Linked DNA regions of Mus musculus: region 2 is linked to region 1. A link is a contact called in public HiChIP or PLAC-seq data. All regions are on one chromosome and are shown on one strand. Each heading gives the region's core, a stretch centred on a gene start, on an enhancer-like site or on the middle of the called end of the contact. The rest is flanking DNA. Distances are from core to core; before and after follow the strand shown. Region 1 has its middle 21 kb from the start of Gm39238. Region 2 holds the start of Slc7a6 (solute carrier family 7 (cationic amino acid transporter, y+ system), member 6).

The links. HiChIP or PLAC-seq counts read pairs in DNA pulled down with a chosen protein or histone mark.
Region 2: a contact with region 1 is called in a FOXA1 HiChIP or PLAC-seq map of pancreatic cancer cells. The contact joins the promoter of Slc7a6 here to the enhancer-like site in region 1. A contact is called at or near these places in 3 of 39 promoter capture datasets (the C10 cell line, frontonasal cranial neural crest and hematopoietic stem and progenitor cells), 1 of 484 Hi-C or Micro-C datasets (nephron progenitors), 6 of 115 datasets of contacts at active chromatin or transcription factors (T-cell acute lymphoblastic leukemia, bone marrow-derived macrophages, embryonic stem cells and 3 more) and 3 of 9 other capture datasets (adipose tissue, embryonic stem cells and liver).

The regions. Positions count from the first base shown.
Region 1 is chr8:106,376,302-106,381,021 of GRCm38.p6, reverse strand. No RefSeq gene overlaps it. Among named protein-coding and RNA genes, the nearest start is that of Gm39238, 21 kb to the right of the region's middle. Within about 2 kb of position 2,396, at least 62 of the 459 cell types and tissues checked have an H3K27ac peak or open chromatin away from gene starts, as enhancers often do. A contact at or near this core is called in adipose tissue and pancreatic cancer cells, where this site is marked.
Region 2 is chr8:106,166,575-106,171,294 of GRCm38.p6, reverse strand. It overlaps Slc7a6 (solute carrier family 7 (cationic amino acid transporter, y+ system), member 6), which reads right to left and starts at 2,441. Exons shown (of 10, transcript NM_178798.4): 1 at 2,341-2,441.

The DNA of each region.
Region 1 (4,720 bases), core at 1,147-3,646:
TAACCAAAAAACCAACTCTTCATTCTTTTGTTGTTGTTGTTATTTTTGTTTTTCAATACAGGGTTTCTCTGTATTGAACAGGCTGTTGTGAAACTTACTCTGTAGGCCAGGCTGGCCTCAAGTAGCATGATCAAAGGGGAAAAACAAACTATGACAAATAAACTATATGCATATTTTTGGCTTTGGCGCTGCCAGCACAATTGATCACAGCTCCTACCAGAAACCCAAGCGGCTTGGGATTTTGATGCCCCGGAGGAAGCAACACATCCTCGCTTCAACATCTTGAATGCCTAGACAGACCTGCTCCACATTTCCATCTGCACTTGGCAGTGTTAGCTTTTTTTCCTTTTAACCGTGCTACTCGGAGTGTACTTATAGTCCAGCGGTCTTAACGTGCATTTCTCTAATGATTAGTAATGCTAATCCTAGTGTGTTTATCTACAGACTTCCCAGCATGCTAGGAGCACCCAGACCACCCAAAGGCCAGTGAGGGACCAGAGGGCAGGCTCCGGGATATGCCAGGAGCCTCACTTTGCTAGAAGTGAATGCTGCTTGCTATTTTTATTCCTCTATGGTCTGGGATGTGGCTGCCAACTGGGCAGTGCTGCTGTTGCTCAGGCCTTCCTGGGCATGGATGCACTGTCCTCCTGGACACAGTAAACCATAGGATGGAATATCACGCTCCTTAGCCTCCCAAGCTCCACCTTTAGAAAAGATGAGTTGGCCATTGAATGGGTGGGGCTCTCCAGCTGCAGGAGGTTGGCCTCTGCACCTAGGATGGCTATTTATTTATTTATTATTTTTAAAGGACACTGTGGTTTCATTATGTAGCCCTAGCTGGCCTGGAACTTGCTGTGTAAAAAGCAAGCTGGCCTTGAATCCACATCCTCCTGCCTCTGCCTCCCAAGTGCTAAGATCAAAGGTGTGGACCACTGTGATGAGCTAAAATGGCTTTTTTAAGTGACTCCTCAGACTTTTGTCACCTGGGTCCTGTTGTTAAGAGTCTCAGGGAGGGCTGATGAGTTGGCTCAGTGTGTAAAGACCCTTGTTGCCAAGCCTGACAGCCTGCGTTCCATCCCTGAGACCCAAATGGTGGAAAAGGGAAAACTGAATCCCACCAGTTGAATGTTATTTAAAAACCTCTAGGGAAGGTACAAATATTACATTCCTACTTTCTTGTTTCTGCCATTGGCCAGAGCCTTGCTTGGTACCACAATGAAGTCTCATTTGACTCAAACTTGGGGTCCTTTAAGAGGGACAATGTCCTCTTATTTAAACTGTTTATTAGCCCCACTCAGAAATCTGGGAACCTCATGAGGGCTGAGAGGGCAACCTGCTTCTTCTGGTGCTCAGTTGGTTAGCAGCCAGGGCATCTCTCTGATATACAGGGTTCAGGCTGCGCAGACTCAAAGAGAAGCGCAGAGGAAATGTGTAGGTGTAGCTTGTGTCTTGGGGGCAAGACAGTGACAGGAGTAAGAAATGGAGAACGTGACGTCAAGGTTAAGATGAGGAAGCCAGTTTGCAGAGGAAGACTGGAAGCCCTTCTTTACCTGGGCTTCCTCCAACGAACAGAGCATGCTCAGAAAAAAGGGTCCTCCAGGTATAAACAGGAGAGATGTGGAGTATAAAGGACCACACACTGCAGTGGCCAAAGACTTTTTGGGTTCCTTCCTCAGCACATAAGTTCCTTTCCAGTCTCGGGAGTGGTTTTCCTGTTTTGATAAGCTATTTCTATTATATTCAGTTCCAACTTAAACGGAGTGACTTTTTCTCCATCTCGTTCATTCCTGGCAGCTGCCAAGATGTACAGTTTGCCTGCTCTGTTGTTTTTTCTTGCAAAATCTAAATAAAACTGTCCCCAAACTTCCTTGTGATCCCACTTTAAAATTATTTTATCAATGAGATTGCCACCCCCCCCCCTCCCAGGGGAACCTCCGTTTCCCTAGAAACAAGACTATACTACCCTGATCCATGCACCAACATCTGCCGCTCCAGGGGGTGTCAAGGTATCAGGCCTGGGAGAATGTTTGCTATACTAATATACTAAGAACCCAGCCTCCCTCCCCTCCCCGGACCTTCCGCATTCCTCCCTTTCCAGAGGAACACTGCCCTCCCGCCCCCCCTTCCCACCCCCACCCCGCTCCCAGCAGCACCACCAAGGCAGGGCTGCAAGAGATATGCACTACTCCCCTGCCTCCACCTGGGTCCTCAGGAGGGATTTGTTCACTGGGTCCAGAGCTGCTCAGCCTGGATATCTGGCCTAAGCTCAATTGCCTCCTGCTAGACTTTCTTCCTGTGGTTTTGCAGGCTGGCACTACCACTCAGTACCCAGCTCTGACTTAACTATCAAAGGACCGGTGGAATGACCTGGCTGAGAATGACAGCTACAAGCCTAGCCCTGCTCTCTGTGCCAGGCACTGCTCAGCCCTGCACCAACCTTATCTTCTGCACTGAGTCAGAGTCTAGCTGGACTCTAGCCTTAGACGCCTGACAGCTCTTTCTGAGCCTGGGGAGAGCCTGGCCAACAGGAAGGCCTCGTTCACCCAGCAGACCTGACCCAGGCAGTCTCTCTTTGAGACACTCCATAAACAAGGTCAGGTGGTGCTAGTGGCATCTCAGGACAGGGAACATGCCAAGGTAGCAACAGGGACTGAGCCAATGACCCCCAGGAAGCTCCCAGAAGTGCATCCCAGAAAGTCAAGGGTGGATGTCCTGGAATCCCCTGGAGCTTAGGCCAACAAGGTTGACCATTTCTGGCTAGGGCTTTGGTGGCCTGTCTCCCCTCTCTGGGTCTCTGCTTCATCACCTATCAAATGGCAGGTAAAGTGGGTGGCTCTAAGTGCCTTCCTGGTTCTGGACATAGATTCTGAGAACCCAGAGGCATCAAGATTCATAGACAAGTCCCAGGCAGGAAGCCATTGATCCAGAGATACTTTCCTCTCAACCAAACCAAATTCTCCCACTGGCCTGACTTAGACCTCCGGTGGGGAGCTACTCACTGCTGACACTCAGTGTCAACTGGCCGGTAAGTGGCCATCTGAGCAAGAGAAACGGGAAGAATGGCTTCAGTGTATTTCAACCTGGTTCGAAAGACCTGAGCCCCAAGTCTTCACCATCCATGACCCAGGCCAGAGAAGAGGGACACAAACACAGCTGGCAGGTCCTTTGATCAGGGTCCAGCATCAGCTCAATGGGGTGAAATACTGTTTTGTGATCTCCCTATCTAGGTGGCACAGAGATGGAAATGGGCTGCCTGCTTTTACCATGCATCTCCAAGGATTTTTCATCCACAAGCAATCCCCGCACCTCTGCCTGCTGTCCCTCCCTCCTCTGTCCCTTGGCACTGCACACTGTTCTGAAGGTGAACTCTGGTTGTGGCAGGTGTCACTCCTCTGGGTTCATCTGTGGGTTGTGGAGATGACAAGACATGCAGGACTGGTGTTCTGCTCACTGTGTACAGCCAAACAACAACAACCACCACCACAGGAGTCCCTTGTTCCAAAAGCTTGGTGGTGATTACAGCTGAGACTCAACTTTCAGCAAGTGTTAAGACCTCTCCATCCCAGGTTCTAATTTCCCCTCCATTACGTCCCAGTCTTGAAGAAGGACTATCCAAGGGAAACTGAGTTCTCTCTTTCCTAGAAGTTCAAGGATATGGTCCTTGGGACTTCATCAACTCCCTGAGGAATTGGGAGGAGCAGGAGGGGATTTCTGTGCTTTTGTGTTACAGGTGACTGAGCTGCTGGGAGCCATTTCAGGCTAATAGCTGTGGAATGTGTGTCAGTGGCTTCCTGCTAGCCGGGTGTCCCCCTACAGTCATCTGTAGGGCTGCCCAGACGGCAGGCGAGGGATGAGTCGGGGATCTGGGTAGATATGTGCCCTGGCCCAACTGTCACGGCTGAGTGATCATTAAAGGCTTCTCTGCTGGGACCTAACCGCCAGCCTCCATCCCTCCAACCATGCCCCATCTGTTTATTGTTTATACAATCCATGTTTGCTGGTGACTGATGACAACAGTTTGAGTAGAGCCAGGGAGACTGGAGGCAGCCCTGGACTCGTGCCAACCACCCTGCTGGGCTTTGAATTATCCCACCACTGCTCCACTCAGAGTCTCCTTTGCTTCTTCCTACGGAATCTTCCTGTGGTGGTCCGTGCCTGATGGTTTGTCTCCTCCATTTTGGCTTTAAGGGATCTTTCTAACCCAAACCACATCTAATCACTGTGTTGTGGGGAAGCTGTTAGTGTTCCCCGTGATGAATGTTGTCTCAATTACTTAGCCGGGCCTTCCTGGGTCATCTCTGGATCTGATAAGGATTATTGAAATATAAATGAATGGATAGATAAATGAAGAAATGAGCACAACTCGAATTCCAGTGGAGCTTATGCCCTATAGATTATATTATCTCTTAACATCAGGATTCCAAGTCCCAAACAGGGGACTTGACCAAAGAAAAAGGCCAGGCCCCAGCAGAGGCTATGCAGACAGTGACATCGGACCTGACTATTGTCTACCAGGTCTTTCCATCAGAGGATAGGTCTAAATCAACATCCTTTTACCCAGGAAAAGAAAAGTCCTCAGGGCTCTGGCCTCCTAGAATATGTTTTCTTTCTGGGGGGGTTCTAGCTGGGGACCACGTCTGCAGAGTCTGAGATCAGTCCTGCAACCCTTGGGGGCCCTGACACCAGCTCAGATATGTGCTCGTGTGGAAACTAGTTTCTA
Region 2 (4,720 bases), core at 1,192-3,691, 210 kb after region 1:
GGCTACATGAAACTCTATCTTGAAAAAAAATTAAAAATATAAATGCATAATTTATTTACTAATAACATGTGTTATGTTTCATAACACTATGATTTTTAAGCCCTTTTACTAGCATCATTGTTACAAAGTATGCAAATTCTACAGATTCCAGCCAGGCAGTGGTGGCACACGCCTTTAATCCCAGCACTCAGGAGGCAGAGGCAGGAGGATTTCTGAGTTCAAGGCCAGCCTGGTCTACAGAGTGAGTTCCAGGACAGCCAGGGTTATAGAGAGAAACCCGGGTCTCAGAAAAACCAACCAAACAAACAAACCCTACAGATTCCTTTTTATAAATCATTAAAACAAAACAAAAAAAAAAAAGCAAATAAAGAACAGAGTGGTAATAGTCACCTGTCCAAACTAAATAAAAATTCACATTTTTTTAAAGTTGTTTGATCACAAATGGGTCGGGTACCAAAGAGAAAATTATTCCTTACTTCAAGGAATTACTTCTCTGTTTTGGCCATTCAATCTCTACAACAAAGAATAAATTCTTAGCTACTTATCAAAAAAATATTAACTTATAGAAAGCATTAGGATACTATTTCCTCTTGTAAGGAGGCAGAGGCAGGAAGATCTCTGAGTTCAAGGTCAGCATGGTGAGTTCCAGGACAGCCAGGGCTACACAGAGAAACCCTGATTCTAAGAGCATCATTTACACAACTTTTATAGAACATCTCCACACTCTAGAATTTCCTCTACCAAGAAACTTAGCAGACCAGCCACATAAATGAAACATGCTTTTGGTTTAAAAAAAAGGGGGGGGGGGCAGGGACAGGCTGATCTCTGAGTTCAAGGCCATCCTTGTCTACAGAGAAGAGTCCAGCCAGGGCTAAACACAGAAGCCCTGTCTCCAGTGGGGAAGGGTATGGAGAGGGGATCAGGCTTATGGTTTCCATCTTTGTCTCTCTTTTTCTCTTTGGTTCGAGGTGCTAGAAATGAAACCCACTTGCATGGCAAGTACTGCCTTCTCTCTCCACCAGGGTGGTGATTTTTCCACACATTTGCCAGGAAAGAAAAATCAAATATAACTCAAGTAAACAGCCTAAGACCCATGTCGGGAAGCAAAAGCTATCTGTATGAAATCACAATGGAACTTGAACAAAATAGGAAGCCTGGGTAGATTCCTCAAGGACCTCACCAGGTAAAGAAGTAAAAATGACCCCAGGAAGCAGTTGCAGACTTTAAAATCTGCTCCCCCTAAGTCTTTAAATCCGAGATCGATTGGCTCTCAGATATAAGGAGCCAAACAGCTGAGCATATATAGCCTGTTAGATGAGCTGCCCAAAACTGAGAGGGGTCGTTCTCCCCGCCCCCCAATAACAGCGGAGATTGCATTCTCTCCAACACATAACCCAGTGATCTCGATTGGTTCCCCAAGACTTGTTAAATTAGGTGTTTTCTATTTATACTGACCCATTACACAACGCGGTGACCAGCCTTTTGGCTTGGTGTGCAGAGTAACAGAAATTTTCCGAACATTTCCCAAATATTTCCTGATAATTGTGACATGAGATGGTCCAATGAGACGACAAAATACAGGAGACACTCAAAAGAGTAAGAGCACCGTGTTCCCAAACGCCAATACCTCAGCACTCTAAAAGTCCCAACCGGAGTCAGAGGTTTCAACAGCCCCCAAGAAGCTGCATTCCTGCATTCACACACCCGCCCTGCTGTCTCTGCCCTCCTCACACACAACGGCTTCTTCCTCCTCCTCCTCCTCCTCCTCCTCCGCCACCTCTCAGTGCTCCAGGGAGGTTCACCCAGGCTCGCACGGTCACGGACTGCGAAGGGCTCAGTCCTTCAGCCTTCACGCCCGCTTCTCTCACACTCAAACCTCCTTCACCGTCTCCGTCTCTCTCAGGGTCGCACACACTCCAGAGCCACCCTCACGCCCACGGTTTTCCTCCTCGCACTCTGGGTTTTTCCGTCTACACACACACACAAACAAACACACACACACACACACACACACACACACACGGCCCCTTACACTCACCATCTCACAGTTTTTCACAAACAGTCCCCCTTACACTCGGGATCTTGCACACTCACAAAGCCACCCTCGGGGTCTCTCTCCCCACACACGCGCCCGCGCGCGCGCCTGCGTCTTCCTCACACGGCGGTCCACTCCAGGGATCCACGCTCCCGGCGTCCTCTTCTCAGCCGCCGCGTCTCTCCCGCGCCCTCCGCCCCACGCGGTTTCCGGCCCCGCATCCAGCACGCGGCCACGGAGGCCACGCAAGAGTGTTCGGCCGCACACCAGAACGACCCCGAGCCGAACCGGAGCCAGCCCCTCACCTCCTCGGCCTCGCCAGCTACCTCCTCGTGGCCCGGAGCTTCCAGGATGCTCGGTCGCGCCGTCGCCCCGGCGGCCGCTCAAGCCCCGCCCACGCCACGTCACTCGCACCGGATCGCGACAGCGCGCGCCGCCAGGGGACCCGGCTCGGAGCGGGGGCCCCAGGCGGCGTTGCTTCCGGGCACTGGAGCACGCCGGGGCCCTGGGCGATCCGCGTACCGTTACGGAGCAGCCTCCAGCAGGCCGCGCCCGGACTCTCCCCGCGGGCTGTGACTGGGGTGCGGTCACCCTCACCTGGGATGGACACTCCCCGGCTCCCCACGCAGTCACTTGAAGCCTCTGGGGCTCCACGTGAGGATGCTGCTGCTTGGAGCTCTAACGGGCCCACACACACCTTCTCCTCCTTGGCCTTTGGGGACTGCACGCCCAGTGGGACCCCAGACAGTTGACACAAAGAGCTCTGGACCGCCTCCCTATCTAGATAACTGCCTCCCTTCAGCCCGGGAACCCAGGAAGAAATACACTCCCGGGACCGGTGCTCTGACACTCAGTTCAGACTCCATTAGACCCAGGAAGGCTGCCACTTCTGGCTCTCTTCGCTTTGTCCTGGTCTCCCCCGACCCTGCTGACACCCCTCTTGGGGATGCTGGGACATCCTGACCTTTTCTTCTCCCGTTGGTTGCTCCTCTATCTCCTTTTAGGTTATCTTTTTCCTCTAGTGGCGCTGGCGTTCATTCTAAGACTTCCTGCCTTTTATATTCCACCGGACCTTCTAACAACTGACCAGTCTGGCAGGGATAAATATAGTCTAACGAGACAGTTGTGCTTTTCTCGTAGGCTATCAGACTTTAAAAACAAAACAAAACAAAAAAAAAAAAAAAAAAACAAAAAACAAGAACAAAAAACCCAAGAAATCAGTATTTCCTCCAGGAATAGCCTGCTAGGAGATCAAGTGGACGAAACATCTAAAGGAGGAACATATCTCCTGGCTAAATATTTACAACTTGTCAGATACCTTGAAAGAAACAGACTTGGGAGTTTGTTTGCAAGGGACCCCATTCTTTCTGCATTTCTCGCTTAAGATTTAAACCTTATTGAGAGATAAGTAGTGTGCCGGGCAATAGTGCCCATACCTTTAATCTCAGCATTCAGGAGGCAGTGGGAAGTCACTCTATGTGAATTCGAGGCCATCCTGGTCTACAAATCGAGTCCAGGACAGCCAGGGTTCTGTTACACTTAAACTTTGGAAAAACCAAATAATTAACTAAACCTCTCCTAAAGTGCTCTCCTTCCTCCTTCCTGATGAATGAAAAAAACAGGGACATGATCACTCCTAGGTATGGTTGAAGAGAAGGTTTTTTGTTTTTTGTTTTTTGAGACAGGGTTTCTCTGTATAGCCCTGGCTGTCCTGGAACTCACTCTGTAGACCAGGCTGGCCTCAGACTCAGAAATCCACCTGCCTCTGCCTCCCAAGTGCTAGAATTAAAGGCATTGCACCACCACTGCCCGGCGAAGAGAAGGTTTTTATTGTAGCTATTAGGGAGAGCACAGCCAGAGGCATTTGGAAGAATCCAGCCTGAACATAGCCAACAGGATAGACCAGGCCATGAGAGGTGACAGGGTGGGGGAAAGCAGGAAAAGAGAGAGAGAGAGAGAGAGAGAGAGAGAGAGAGAGAGAGAGAGAGAGCAAGCAAATGAATGAAGAGAGGTGGCAAGGACCAAGAGGCCATGAGAAGAACCAAGAGAACACTTAGCCAAAATGTCAGAGAGTATACAGGAAAGAGAAGCTGGTGAGAAATACTAATTCTTTTTTTTTTTTCTTTTGGTTTTTCTAGACAGGGTTTCTCTGTATAGCTCTGGCTGTCCTAGAACTCACTTTGTAGACCAGGCTGGCCTCGAACTCAGAAATCTGCCTGCCTCTGCTTCCTGAGTGCTGGGATTAAAGGCTTGCGCCACCACACCTGGCTCGAGAAATACTAATACAATTTCTTGATTGGGTAGTAACAGAGCCTGGCCTCGTCCACTTTAACATGTTAATAGGAACCACACAGCCTTTGGTCCCAGGTTTCTTAGGAAGTTAACAACCTATAGGCGTAGGATGCAGTCCTTGAGGACCCCTTGTTGGTGCTGCCCCTTTTGGGTTCTCGTCTTCGAAACCTTGATCAGTCTCTGACGCAGCTCAAAGGGGCCCTGAGTTCAGGCTCCAGCTCCAAAGAAGGAGCATGGCAGGAATCCAACAGATCTGAGGATGAGGGAGGCTCCCCAGCACAAGCCAGCAGCCAGACTCTGATTCCCTAGCAAGAGGAAGGGTAGTACGGGGGGTGAGGGGTGGGGAGCAGGATATGAGACCACCAATACTTCTTTGATGTAAGCTCCCTACCC